Linked DNA regions of Capsicum annuum: region 1 is linked to region 2. The links are chromatin contacts, called in public Hi-C maps. All regions are on one chromosome and are shown on one strand. The core of a region is the stretch at or near the end of the contact, and the rest is flanking DNA. Distances in the headings are between cores, read along the strand shown.

The links. Hi-C and Micro-C count contacts between places; a contact is called where the count stands out from the background.
Region 1: a contact with region 2 is called in a Hi-C map of pericarp, with 2.6 times the contacts expected there. The contact joins the promoter of LOC107873238 here to the promoter of LOC107873237 in region 2. A contact is called at or near these places in 2 of 5 Hi-C or Micro-C datasets (leaf and pericarp).

Annotation. Positions count from the first base shown.
Region 1 is chr6:101,625,874-101,628,783 of UCD10Xv1.1, reverse strand. LOC107873238 reads right to left here and starts at 1,369. Exons shown (of 15, transcript XM_016719998.2): 1 at 761-1,369. The coding sequence starts at 1,030.
Region 2 is chr6:101,268,597-101,271,331 of UCD10Xv1.1, reverse strand. LOC107873237 (protein INVOLVED IN DE NOVO 2) reads left to right here and starts at 1,453. Exons shown (of 7, transcript XM_016719994.2): 1 at 1,453-1,849.

The DNA of each region.
Region 1 (2,910 bases), core at 120-2,619, 360 kb before region 2:
GAAAGAAAAAACTTCTCACCATATAGGCTCATAGGAATGTCTAAACATGACAGCACCTATGTTTTAGGGTAATTGTGAAGTTTTCAATTGAGGATGTAATAAAAAAAGATGCATTTCAATTTTCAAGAAGCCAGTATTTTAGGAACCATTTAGACACTTGACCTTTAAGGAACGAGTTCCTATATCAGTCTGGAATCTAATTATCTTTATGTATTTGTTAATCCAATAAGCTGGGTAGTGTTTCATTGCTTACAGGATTATCAGACAAATTTGCCAAGGTACAAACCAAGATAGTTAAAGCTTTTCAAAATCAAGCAAGCATCAGAACCCCACACTTTCTCTTGGCATCTTTGCAGCTTATATGCTCTTGTAATGCTTGTCTCCTTCCCCGAATACCCACAAAGACAGCATCTGAATCCCATATCTTACGAAACATGCTAAATAAACTACTATATTACCGAATACCCATAAAGACAGCATCTGAATCCCATATCTTACGAAACATGCTAAATAAACTACTATATTACACTTAACAACATCATACATCCAAAAACCCTACACATTCCCTACCCAATTTCCTAGATTAAGACTTAATTCAAGGCAATATACTTCAGGAAATGTAAAAAAGGGGAAAATCAAGGTTAAATAAAAATGTAGGTACAAAACCTGCAATCTTATCACAAACTAGGAATGAAAATCTCGGAGAAACTACTGTAGTAAACCTACATTCAAATGAGATAGAAGAGGATCCAAGTCTAACCCGAAGAGTTCTTGAAGCTTCGGAGGCAGTGGCAGAGGAAATTCCATGGTGAGCAGGAGAAGAAGAACAAGAAGAAGAACAAGAAGAAGAAGAAGAAGAAGAAGAAGAGGAGGAGGAGGAAGAAGATAGACAATCAGCGACAGCTCTGCGAAGTGGCTCAGGTGGTTTCTTAAGCGAAGAAGATCTCAATCTGGATGCGCCACCGCCGCCTCCGCCCAAAGGCAACCTGGAGCTAGCTGGGCTCCGAGATGGACTGTAGATCGCCGACATCGATGGGTGTGCGATGGAGATTTTTCAAGTGGATGCTATTGATTCATGGGTTACAGCAGAAAAAAAAAGGGGGGGGGGGGGGGGGTGCAAATGCACGTCACTTCTTACGTTCAACTGAGCTAAATCTGAATTTGTAAGTCCTCGTCCCTACTACATTTCAACATTGTAAAAAAGGACTGAAAAATCGTTGTAATCTATCCGGCTGAGGGAGGGAGAGGGAGAGAGAAATGGAAAGATGCGGAATTCACAAAGGGCAAGAATATAATTAGCAAGCTGTATGCTTTGTGGTATGAATGTGTTCTGTTGTGTATGTACAAGAGACATCGAGCGTAGTTTTATGAGGATCATTAGCTGGCAAGCGCTTAGTTAATTTGGGGCACTTTATCTGCTGCCAGGTTTTCCGTCAAATTACTCCTCTGCTTTTTTTTTGTTTTTTTCTTTTCATATGGTCATGGTCCGAGGGCATAAAGTTGGAGAATTAAATTTTTTAATTTTTTTATCTATGATTTATGATATTAATTTACGATTCATATTTTGGGTAGTGAATTATGAGAAGTATTATTGTATTAAATTGTGATAAGTATATCTTATTTTGTAGCTGGTTAAGATCGTATAAAGTTAATATGGTTTTTCATGTTTGCTTTGTAATTTAAAAAATTGTATGACATATATGTATAAGTTATGAGAAGATCTATGCATTATTTTGTGCATGATAAAAAGATGAAATAATAACTAAATTTACATAAATACATAATATTGGTGTAATATATCAAATAATTAAATTACAGTTGAAATAATAAAATGAAGAAATTAAAATAATTTGTTTCTTAGTTGAGGTGTGGATATCTCGTTCTCTTTAAGAATATTCAAGTCCACTACGACAGGAAGATCAATGACTTATAGATTACAAAAATGACAGGAAACTTGTGAACACATTCTTAGCACTAATACTAAGAGTAATTAACATATAATGCCGCAAAAATAAAAGGGGATGAACTGTTGCACATTGTGACTATGCAAATGGATGGAGTAAAAGACTACATGATTAAAAATGTAACTTAAAGGTATTAAATTCCCTTAAAGCCACTAAATTTCAATAGGAGGCAACACAACATATATCTTACGTTTAATTGAGCTAAATCTGAATTTGTAAGTCCTCGTCCCTACTACATTTCAACATTGAAAAAAAGAATTGAAAAATCGTTTGTAATCTATCCGACTAAGGGAGGGAGAGAGAGAGAAATGGAAATATGCGGAATTCACAAAGGGCAAGAATATAATTAGCTAGATGTATGAATGTGTTCTGTTGTGTATGTACAAGAGAAATCCAACGTAGTTTTATGAGGATCATTAGCTGGCAAGCGGTTAGTTAATTTCGGGCACTTTATCTGCTGCCAGGGTTTTCCGTCAAATTGCTCCTCTGCTTTTTTTTTTTCCCCTTTTCATATGGTCATGGTTCGAGGGCATAAAGTTGGAGAATTAAATTTTTTGATTTTTCTATTTATGATTTATGATATCAATTTACGATTCATATTTTGGGTAGTGGATTATGAGGAGTGTTATTGTATTAAATTGCGATAAGTATATCTTATTTTGTAGCTGGTTAAGATCGTATAAAGTTAATATGGTTTTTCATGTTTGCTTTGTAATTTAAAAAATAGTATGACATATATGTATAAGCTATGAGAAGATCTATGCATTATTTTGTGCATGATAAAAAGATGAAACAATAACTAAATTTTACATAAATACATAATATTGGTGTAATATATCAAATAATTAAATTACAGTTGAAATAATAAAATGAAGAAATTAAAATAATTTGTTTCTTAGTTAAGGTGTGGATATCTCGTTCTCTTTAAGAAGATTCAAGTCCACTA
Region 2 (2,735 bases), core at 204-2,703:
ATCTTTCAAGACAATTCTCAATTCAACATAATCTAAGGAATGAAAACACTATGACAAGTATTATAATTATTGTTTTAACAAACATAGCCTAAAAATGGTTATTTAAAAGATAGCCCAAAGGGCCATTCTTGATTGCCCAAATGACTCCTTGATTGTAAAGGTCCACGTGATCACCAAACTTGGCTCTTGATCCTCCAAGTGGCTTGAGGTCGTCTTGGTGATCGCCAAAGTGTAACTTGGCTCACCAAATTGGGAGTCTTGCTCCCTAAAGTGGGCAGTAGGTTGCCCTCTTCTTCAATCCGTTGCTTCCCCATGCCTTAAGCTACATCTGTATGTGGAAGCCCTTTCTTTTGTGTTCAATAAGATCCATTTAAGCTCCCTTCATGTCCTACTGTGAAGCTTAAAAAGATCCTCATAGTTAGTGCTAGCTCTGGTCATATCCAATAGTGTTACATGTGTGGTTTTCATTTAGTCATAATGTATAGCTATTTTGGGGGGAAAAATAAGGGCTTAGAAAGTCTCACACACAAGTACACACGTAGGTGACGTCCAGCTGTCAAAACAGGAAAGCGCATTTACGATGTGCTCGAAAACCTTGGAAGAAATTAATTTTTTACTTCGAATAAATAGTGAGACAAGCAGCTGCGCTCCCACAACCCAGAGTGGCTGACCACGCGCTTTAATAATTGATTCGCATCGAATTGGATAATTTTTATAGTACTATATTAACCTTTAGGTTGTTTTCCTCTTTGGGTGTGTTTGGTATGATAGAAAATATTTTCCATGGAAAATGTTATCTTGGAAAATGTTTTCCTGAAAAATAAGTTGGTTTTCTACTTACTTTCTCATGTTTGGTTGGTGACTGGAAAATATTTTTCAAAAAATATTTTATGGTGTTTGGTTGGTGAGTAGAGACTATTTTTTAGAAAAATATTTTCTAATGTTTGATTGATGAGTGAAAAAATATTTTTTTAGAAAATACTACTAACTGTTAATTAGTATATCAGTACCTCTAGCAACTCAACAATTTGTAAGAACTAATTTAAGCATAACAAATAATATCAATATCGAATACTAAAATATTACAATCACTAAATTTAAGCAACTATTAATTAGCAAATATATGAGACACTTTTCAATATTTTGTCAGGACAATCTCAAGATACTACAATCAATAGAAATATAACGGAACGATAAGCTTATTCAACCTCGTGAAACAAGTTACATCGATGACAAAATGAAATATGCAATTAGCAAAAGTAATATAGGTAAGTCTTCCTTTATGTATATGAAAATAACAATATATTCAATGAATATTGGAAATAGAAAAAATTCAGGTTTTACTATTTTTTATTTCAAGCACTGAAAAATTGAAGTAAAGCACAGTGAAAAATATTTTCGAATAATATAAATTTTTGAGAAATGTAAATTTTTGAGTCATATGAATATGAGTGTTATTGGGGTGGAAAGAGGGATAAGGTGGGATCATAAGTTACATTTATCATTTTCTAGAAAATAAATTTCCTTAACTCATGAGGGAAATAAGTTATTATGAAAAATGTTTGAAAAACATTTTATTACAGCCAAACAAGAAAAAATAGAAAAACATTTTGGAGAAATCATTTGCCATAGTACCAAACACATCCTTTGTCTCTCCTCATCAAAACCCAATTTTACTTGCCTCCTCACTCACTACCTACGAAAAGACCCTATTCACTCCTTCAAGAGAAACTGCTGCCTAATACCTTCTCTTTTGCTGCTTGACGCTTGGTTTGGAAAATCCGGGCAAGTAGATCTGAGACAGATAACAATTCTTTTCCTCTTTGCTCGATTTCTGTTGTTTAACAAGGTTTTAATTTGTAATTTTTGACTCTGCTATGTCTTCCTTGGATGCATGTCTCTGTATACATTTGGCTACTGTTTAAGGCTGTTTCTTTTAGTTAATTAGTCTTTCGGCTGCTCAAAAATATGAAGAAACCCTAGGAAATAGACAATTCACGCAGCTCTGTATTTTTTTAAATTTTTTTTAGTAAAATGTAGCTTCCATATGGTTGGTACTTGCAAGGTTGTTATCAAAATTTCTTCCTTTATGAATTCTAAGGTAAATTTGACATGTATTCAAGCTATTTCCGGATAAGCATTTCTTTTTTGAGTCCGGTCAGGGGTGTAATTATTGCGTTGACCTCCGTGCATTATCGTGCTGATTATTCTCCTTCAACTTGCAAGCTTCTGCTCTTGAACAAAGAATGATGTGGCGAAAAAAGTAAACCAGGAAGCACAAAGTACCCTATCTAATTACTGTTGCCTAGTATTGCAATGCTGTCAAAAACTGCTAATTGCTATTGATTTCTAGGTCTCTGTATGGGTATATTGAGGAGAACCTTCAAAGAAAACCTAGTTCTTTTTATTGTGCATGTATAACATCTGTAATCTCTTGCAAAATATTTCTCTGCTATCAAAAACTGCAGATATTACTGTTGAGTTCCAGATCTTTGTATTTGTAAGGTAAAACAACCGTATTTCTTACTTGCATTTAGCACATATGACTGTAATTATGTTTCTGGAGAAGAGGGTAAGGAATGAACATTTTCATGTAAGGTTATTCTTACCAGGATGAGTTTTACATTTTTTTTTTCACCAATCAATTGGTGCTTATTGGATGTCATGGGTTCTTCGTATAACTTTTTGATTGGTTCATTCTTCCATAAATTGCTGTAAATGTAACAAAGTGTATC